Linked DNA regions of Hordeum vulgare: region 1 is linked to region 2. A link is a contact called in public Hi-C data. All regions are on one chromosome and are shown on one strand. The core of a region is the stretch at or near the end of the contact, and the rest is flanking DNA. Distances in the headings are between cores, read along the strand shown. Region 1 holds the start of LOC123402947 (tubby-like F-box protein 5). Region 2 holds the start of LOC123402290 (pheophytinase, chloroplastic).

Region 1 (4,626 bases), core at 519-3,018, 260 kb after region 2:
TTTTGAGTGACGAATTTGTTATAATCGCCTAATCACCCCCTGTGGCCGATATAACACACTTCCAGGAACACAACAATGTTCCAGCACAAAAGCGCTCCTCCACCAATATTGCTCAACTCCATCAATGTCGAGACAACTTTTTTTTGGCATACCAATGCTCCTTTAGCAGCTTAGTCTATTTCTTAGCCAATGTTGTTCAACTCATGTGCAAGCAAAATCCTCAACCAAAATTGCGCCTAGACAATTTTTTGGGAGGGCAACCTTGTGCATAAATCAAACATACCCTAAGATTACATAACAACAAAACCACATGGACACACATGTGTAGCATCTCTTTTTGGTCTTTAGTTGGTACCAAAGCGACCTAATTTCAAGCATACGGATGTATTTATGTAAAGTACTACTCAGTGAAGGAAAATCAAAACAATAATGTCATACCACTTCCATCCCCATTAAGAAAAAATATATATCCTAATAAAGGCGTGTATGTCTCTTTTCCTCTTTCATGAAAGAACACCACCATAAGCAAAAGAAGTCGTGGTGTGTCCAAACTACCCCCATAACACGACACTACAAAATCAAAGCACAATAAATGCATGCAGAAAATCACAGAGTAAGAACAAAGCGAAAATCAATGTGATCTTTCCGTTATGCTCGCTCACCAATCAGAAAACAGGGGGATATTCGCTATTGAATTGCATGCCGCACATGCGATTGAGAAGAGTAGTTTCGGTGGACTCAAGGGCCCACAACACTGGAGTTTAAAGAGAGACTAATTTCCAATGGTAATTTCTTTTTGGCAGTTTTGATCTCTTTCCATTGCCCTTTGTCTTTTGTGCCGAGGATTTTCCGCTCTCCTTTCAAATACAGGGTGCATACATACTCCCTCCGCCCCATAATATAAGAGCGTAGTAAAAATGTTCTTATATTATGGGACGGAGGGAGTAGATGTCAAAGTGACACATCGATTTTTTCAGGGGTTGAAGCTATGAACCTTAAAATAGACCTTGACATTTCCTTCACCTACATAAAGAGACGTTGGAGCGAGTCATTTTGACAATTTGCTAGATTGGAGCTACGATCCCCCTAAGGCTGCTCATAGTGGAGATTAACATATAGTACTATCATGCATATGTTACTATTGTATGATAGTACCTTCATAGTGCATAGTATCATAAAGTAGTACGTATCATAGGTGATCTCATTTATTGACATGCATGACACATAGTAGCATAGCATTTAACATGTTACGGTATCTACCTATGTTACTATAATCCTCTCTCTCTTCTTTAATTACTTGCCACGTTACCATGTTTGCTAATCCCAAGACTATGTTACTAGCTATGATACCCCACTATGGCCAGCCTAAACCCCAAGACACCACCTTTTCGTTCCATCAACCGTTCATTGTATGCAGAGAGAAAGTCTTCGTAACACAAAAGTGCCTTTTAAGATGCTTTTAACCATGTAACTTGCTCTGCAACCACCTCACCTCACCTCACCTCACCAGAGCAGCCCAACCTCAAGACCAAAGCGTGAGTCCCACAGCGGCGTACACTCCATGTTGATGCATAGGATTCCCGTTGGGCAGCTGTGAGTTTTGGGGAGCCGCGAGGCGCGAGTAGTAGTAGCAGTACCTGCACACCTCGAAAGGTGAAAACTCAACGAGAGAGGAAAAAAGGAGCACCCCACAAAAAAGCCGTCCCCACCCTCCTTAAAAAACCCGCCTCCGTTCATTTTTTATTTCTCCGCGGCCCCTTTTATTATCCTCTCCCTAATACAAACCCACGCCCAAACTACACACACAGGGTTCACAGGAGCTGCAGCGAGCGGAGAGAGAGAGAGAGAGAGAGAGAGGGCGAGAGCGGAGGGAAAGAGGGAGAGGCTCCGTGGAGAAATCCTGAGCTCGGAGGAGGAAGGCAGGCGAGGGGGCGCTCCCTAATCTTGAGCTCTTTGGGGGGGGGGGGGGGGGAAGGAAGGAGCTCTTGGGGATCCAACGGAGGCGGGAATGAGGGAAACGGAGGGAGGGTTCTCGATCCGTTCTTGAGCCGATTCTTTTGATTTCCTGAGCCGCGGAAGCGGGGAAGCTTTGGATCTCGAGGCCACCCGAGCGTGAACCCTCGGTTTCTCCGGGCCCTCCTCGCTGCATTGCCTCCTCCCCAGATCCGGACTGCCGGGCGAGGAAGCGCCGGGTCCTCGCCCTCGCCGCCCACCTCAAATTCGCCCGGAAATTCCAGCTTCTTTAGCTGTCTCCGGAGCCCCGCGCTTCAGATCTTTCTCGAAATGTCCATTATTTTGGTTGGGTTGGACGCGGTGGTGGCGGCGACTACTTTATGAGCTGTCTCCTGCCATTTTTGGAGTAGATTCACCCGCAATGGCGGATCTTGCCATGGAGCTGTAAAGGGGGGCTCTTTCCGCGAGAGCGACAGCAGCTGGTCATAAGTTGCAATGTCTTTGAAGAGCATCGTGCGGGAGCTCAAGGAGATGAGGGACGGCATCGGGAGCATGTCCAGGCGCGGCGGCGTCTCCGACGGGCGCGCCGGCCACGGCCGCGGGGGGTCGCGGCATTCCTGGCCCAGCCTGTGGCCGGAGCCGCAGCCGCAGCCACAGCGGCCAGGCCAGGAGCCGCAGCAGCAGGGGCAGTGGGCGAACCTGCCGCCGGAGCTGCTGATCGACGTGATACAGAGGGTGGAGTCCAGCGAGGTGGCCTGGCCGGCGCGGCGCTATGTCGTGGCCTGCGCAGCCGTCTGCCGGACGTGGCGCGAGGTCACCAAGGATGTGGTGAAGACCCTCGAGGAGTGCAGCAGGATCACCTTCCCCATCTCCCTAAAGCAGGTATCTCCAGTCCCCCCACATCAATGCCTTCTTCCGCCATGATCTGTTTGCTCATCAAATGTGTGAGTCTGGATGCTTAACCTTGGTGGTTTGGCGCAGCCGGGGCCTCGTGATTGTCCCGTGCAGTGCTTTGTGAGGAGGGACAGGGCGACGTCCACCTATCTCCTCTACCTGGGGCTCAGCCCATGTAAGTCAATCTTGTCTGGTTGCTTCATCACATGGTTTATCGTTCCTTCTTGTTCTGGTACCATTGCATCAAGATGTATTGCTTCAGTCATACTTTTATGTTCTGGCACCACACGCAAGAATGCAATCGCAGAATAAGCGGTTTCCTTGTGAGTTAGTATGGCTGACCTATGCAAGGCGATTTGATGCATGATTTATTCCATTCAGTGGAATCTGTATCAGGTAATGCCCAGTTGTTTGTATCATAAAATTCCCCCTTTACATGCGAGATTCATATTAGAGTGCTCTCATGGACGGTTTGTGTATCATGCCTCTCTGTTCGAGTTTGTACTACTACGTTCCTTTGAAAAGAATCCTCAGAATAATGAATAACAATCAATCTAAGGGTTTCCCCACTACTGCAAGAGCTTTATTGATTGCTAGTCCTGAACTCCAAATTGTGAAGGGGGCTAACTGTAACTGGTTAACATTATTGTGGACACTGTAATTAGTTAAGTGAGGGTATACATATAGTAAAACTCCTTCCTTGATGCATCAAATTGGACCTGGGTCACTCATTGCTTAGCAAGTGTAGCAGGACTAGAAGCTGAACTCAACCGTTCATGCGGTGCATTAATTTTGACCAGAATAAGCTAGACATCATATGTGCAGTCCACAGCAAACCTTTTTTAGGATCAGTCCACATCAGACTTGGTAGGCAGTGGAGCAGGGTGCATTTAGAAAGATAGCTTGCACCACATCCTATTTTAAGATCAATTCATTTGCAGAGATTTAGACAGACACAAAAATCTACCAAAGCTCAAATATGCCCAACAATGTCACTGACTACTGTTCTGTATGTAATGCAGCTCTGCATGGGGAAAATGACAAGCTTTTGCTTGCAGCCCGCAAGATCAGACGTGCAGCTAGGACTTCTTTTGTGATATCGCTTATCTCTGATGATTTTTCTCATTCGAGCAGCACCTACGTTGGCAAACTGAAGTAAGCTTATTATTTTGTTGGCTCAGTTATATGCTTACTTTACTTTGCGTTTTTAACCACACGATCTTCTCCTGAATCAGACCAAACTTCCTTGGCACAAAGTTCACAATATTCGATAGCCAACCTCCTTGTGATGCTGCGGTGCTGCCTAACAACAAGCCAAGCAAAAGGCACTCGAAGCAAGTGTCACCAAGACTGCCGCTAGGCAATTACAATGTTGCTACCGTCTCATATGAGCTCACTGTCCTGCGCAACCGAGGACCAAGGAGAATGCAGTGCACCATGCACTCAATACCAGCCGTGTGCATTCAGGAAGGCGGCAAGGCCCCGACCCCTACTGGCATGGTACACTCACTCGACGAACAAGTGTCCACCTTATCAACCAGTAGTAAAGGAAAGGAACCGAACATCGAATTCTCCTCAACAAGCCTCACAGCTGATTTATCAGGACCGATCTCTACTAGCGAAGCACCTCTGCTTCTGAAGAATAAAGCTCCCCGCTGGCATGAGCAGCTGCAGTGCTGGTGCCTCAACTTCCGAGGGCGTGTCACCGTAGCATCGGTCAAGAACTTCCAGCTCGTCGCCTCGGTCGACCCCTCCCTTGGTGTCCCCGCGGCGGAGCAA
Region 2 (4,454 bases), core at 698-3,197:
TACTCTGTCCCTAATATCGCTACAAGCTAAACGCTCAGATTTAAGCTAGTACTGTAGTATACATCCTCACGATCCTCGCTATGTTCCGTCCGGTTGGTGGTGCAAGCACAAGAATCAGACGACCTGGAGGCTGGGCTCGGCCGGCTTGTCGCCGGCCTCCTCCTCCAGTGACGCGAGCCACTGGAGCAGCGCCGCGTTGAACTGCTCCGGCGCCTCGTCGTGCGGGCAGTGCCCGGCCTGCAGGTTGACGACGGTGGAGTTGGCGTAGAACTCGTGGATCCGCGCCGCCTTGGCCGGGCCGACCCACGGGTCCAGGTCCCCCCACAGCAGCAGCAGCGGGCACGTCAGCTTCCCCAGCAGCTTGTCCAGCGTGTACCGGCTCTGGTTCGCCATGAACCGCGACATGAGCCTGTAGTACACCTCGCCGGCGTTCGGGTCGGCCGTCGGCGCCGTGATCGAGCTTATCAGGTACTCGTCCACGTTGCTCGGATCTTTGTACACCTGCACGCATTGGCAACAAATGAAGAATGGATGAGACGTTCATCCGTCGATCAGGTGTCTGTGGGTGGCTTTCGGCTGAGTTGCGTACGCTTTTGAGGACTTTCTCGACCCTGGCCGGCTGCTTGGCCTGCCAGAAGAGGAACCCGAGCACGACCCGCTGGAACGCCTCCTTGAGCGGCTTCACGATGAGCCTCGTCACCGCGCTCACCTCCTCCTCCGCCGCCTCTTCAGCCTTGGGTGGTGCGTTGGGGTCTCCGAACTGGCCGGCGGAGTTGAGCAGCACGACGCCCCGGACCAGCTCCGGCACCTCCGTCGCCGCGAACAACGTCGTGAAGCCACCTAAGCTGAACGCGAGTACGCGACCAACCATGCAACACCCGTGTCAGCGGGATGTTTGTGAAGAACTGTGTGTTCCTGAACTCTGAAGAATGATGTCCAGGACTCTAGGTACCTGTTGCCGACGACGACGGATGGCGACTGGACGACCTCCCTGAGGAAGTCGGAGACCTGCTCCATCCAGATGGTGGCGTCGTACTCCACCAGCGCCTTCTCGCTCCAGCCAAAGCCCAGCAGGTCCACGGCGTACACCTTGTACTTCTTGGCCAGCTCCGGGATGTTGTACCTGATCACCCAGTTCACAGTTGTTCAGACAACACCAACCAATCGGTTCAAGCACTTGTCAGCTCGCATTTCCCAATAACGGTTTCCCGCCACACAGGCCACGGAGAGCAGATAAGGTGATGATCGAGCTGAGCCGACGGCTGACCTCCAATGGAACGCCGACGCGCCGAAGCCGTGGATGAGCACGATGGGCTGGCCGGACCCTTGCTCCACGTAGTGTATCCTGCGGCCCCTCCACGTCCAGAAGCTGTACCCGTCCGCCTTGAACGGCAGCCTCTCCAATGCTGCAAGCAAACGAGATGAAGAACATGGATCTATCGATGTCTCGACTCTGAACTCTGAAGAAATAGCTAAGCTGAGGCTGACCTTGAGCAGCGGCGCCGTCGGAGGAGGTGGAGGAGGCGAGCAGCGAGGAGGAGACGGAGAGCGCTACCCCCTTGGTCAATAGGTCCCTCCTCTGCATCATCAGAAACTTGTTGCCTCCTGCCAACAACCGAAGAATCACAGGGTAATCAGTTCACGAGGAGTCCGACCGAATCACCCACGCATGTCTGTGAAAAGCAGAGAGAAGAACCAACCGTTGAGGCCAGTCCCGACGCCGCAGCGGCGGCCGGACGAGGACCGGAGGGCGGCCGCGGAAGCGGACGCGACGGACATCGGGGTACCAGCTGCCGTACTACGTGGCCGAAGGAAGGCTTGTGGAGAAGAAGCAACCTCGGCTCGCCTGAAAAAAGAAGCTCGGTAATTCGTGGGGACAGGCGGAGAGAGTTTTACTTGTAGGTTTGCGCCGGTGTTGGTGTGTGTGGGTGGCGAGCAATCGGGCAGCCGTGGCAGCGCCCGAGCCAAAAGTTCGAAAGGGAGGGATTCATCGACGCGACGTCGGGTCGGCCGTGAGGCCCACGGCAATCTACATGGCGAAGCCGGATAGTCGGACTTGCACACGGAAAGATACAGTATGCTTCTTGTGTAAGAGTACAAAGGAGAAGGGAAGTTAGCACATGTAATGAACAAATTTGACCCCCTAAATGACCGCGGACGCATCCGATTAGTGTCACTTTCTATTTGTTCGTCTACGCAATCATGTCCCTTACTTGCATTGGGGGTTAAAAAAATCCAGCCGTCCCCACCCCAGCCGGACACATGCAGAGAGAGAGGGGAGAGATTCCTTTTCTACATCCACATGATGGACCTAGCAGAAAAAAAGAAGAGGGAGAGAGGAGAGAGGCTGACATGTGTGATTTATGCATGTAAAAATAGCGTCGGACACCCCCCAAGCGCGCCAGAGGGGCTGGGTTCGGTCTGGGGTCGTTGGGCTAGTTTTGATTAGATCCGACGCAAAACGACGTTCTGGGGTATGGTTGGGACCTTTTTCTCCGTCGGTGCTAAAAAAGGTACTTCGAAGGGCGTCGTGGGAGCACGGCTCGAGATGCCCTTATAGGTCGGGTCACATGCATGTTTGTAGAAGGAAAGGACAAACAACAAGGGAGAATGAGTATCAACCCTAATAAGTGAAAAACAAAAGGAAAAAAGTTCTACTAGGAACAGGGGCACATAAGACTTCGGGGGACGAGGACGAACAATTCCAGAATACATAACATATTAGAGCCAATTAGAGAGACCTCCAAGGGAGATCATCCCGAGGTAGCCACCACCCTTGCTCCCGCATCTTCCAAGTTCACGGACAGAGCCCCAATGTACCTCATCCACTTCTCTTTCTGCTTCAACCTCGCTCTCGCCAAATCAATAGGGTAGATTTTCTACCAGCATCCCACAAAGAGGGTATGATCATTTCAACGCGCTCTCTTGCCTCTCCGGAGCACATAATCTTCCACTGGAAGCAGGTCAAGGCTATGCCCCTCAATATCATCTGCAATCCAAGCCAAATCTTATTATTAAAACATATATCATTTCTGCACCTTTAGATAGCCCAGAGAATAGCACCATGAATCAAGTTGTTGGGAGGTTCCTTTTATTGATCATCTACATGTGATCCACCTTTTCATAAATAGCATGGGTCCTAAGACTAGTGATGGAGCAATAATGTTCCCAATCTCAGAAGCAATTGTACACTAAAAAAAGTGGTTACACGATTCATTCTCACAACAAAATAAACATGAGACTCACCTAATTGTTGTCTCTTGCTCGAGTTACTCCTAGTCAGGAGCTTGTTATGAGATAACAATCACAAAAATATATGAATTCTAGGTGGTACTTTACAACAGAAGTATGAACAGGTTGAATACCTCTAAAATTCACAAAGGCATACTAGACGTGACATAATATATTCTATTTGATTCTAATTTCCAAAAAATGGCATCCTCTTCATTATTAAGAGAGATGGACTGGACAATACTGACCAGGTCCTACCATAAAGGGAGGAGCCTTTCATCAATACACCTTCTAAAGGTAATCATCAAGTGCTCACCATCCCAAACATTAGCAATGGGAACATTATGCTCATTATAAATTGTATATAGCCCCCAAAAATGAGTAGCCAAACTATAGTTACCAAACCAGTGATCCTCCCAAAACTTAAATTTCCTCCCACTCCCTACTTTCCAATGAAACTCCATTTTGGCTGCCTTAGTAGCCCACAAGACCCCTTTCCAAAAGGGAGAGGATCCAGTGTCCCGAGAGGATAAAGTATTAGGTTATTGGGTATTATACTTAGCATTAATAATATGTTTCCAGATTTTATCTCCCCCAATTGGTATTTTCTAACCCACGAGGCTAATAGACCGAGCTTCATATCAGCCAAGTTAGTATTACCTAAGCCCCCAAATTATTTCTTCTCGATGACTAGGTCCCAATTAGCAAGACGATGTTTATGGCGTCCCTCCTAATTATCCAAGAACCAGTGAGCCATTTGGGAATTAACTGTAGAGACAACCAACTTAGGGAATTTTATCATGCTCATAAGATAAGAAGGAATACTAGCCAGGTAAGACTAAACTAGCCCTAACTTACTGACATACCCCAATAGTATCCCCTTCCATCCAACATCTCTTTTGAGGATTTTATCAATGAGAGGCATCAAATCCTATTTTCTAAGCTTGGAGTGACGGAGGGGGAAGCCATATTTAATAAGAAAAGAGACAAGCCCATAGGTCAAGGCTTGAGCAATAGAGTTAGCCCCTTCCTAACCAATGTTAATGGGCACAAGGTCACACTTTTGAAACTTGATCCTCATCACTTACATTTGTTCAAAGCAAGAGAGTATCCACTTTAAATTATTAGCATACTCTATGCTATTATCCATAAACAGTAGAGTGTCATCTGCATATTGCAGACTCACTATTCTATAAGGAGAGACCTTCTTCATCATACCGGTA

What was found. Hi-C and Micro-C count contacts between places; a contact is called where the count stands out from the background.
Region 1: a Hi-C map of seedling shows a contact between it and region 2, with 3 times the contacts expected there. The contact joins the promoter of LOC123402947 here to the promoter of LOC123402290 in region 2. A contact is called at or near these places in 3 of 6 Hi-C or Micro-C datasets (leaf and seedling) and 1 of 1 datasets of contacts at active chromatin or transcription factors (embryo).

Annotation. Positions count from the first base shown.
Region 1 is chr6H:463,921,885-463,926,510 of MorexV3_pseudomolecules_assembly, forward strand. LOC123402947 (tubby-like F-box protein 5) reads left to right here and starts at 1,769. Exons shown (of 4, transcript XM_045096916.1): 1 at 1,769-2,835; 2 at 2,935-3,022; 3 at 3,870-4,002; 4 at 4,083-4,626. The coding sequence starts at 2,449.
Region 2 is chr6H:463,659,830-463,664,283 of MorexV3_pseudomolecules_assembly, forward strand. It overlaps LOC123402290 (pheophytinase, chloroplastic), which reads right to left and starts at 1,948. Exons shown (of 6, transcript XM_045096191.1): 1 at 1,701-1,948; 2 at 1,489-1,605; 3 at 1,268-1,406; 4 at 953-1,123; 5 at 590-845; 6 at 1-501. The coding sequence starts at 1,779. The coding sequence ends at 115.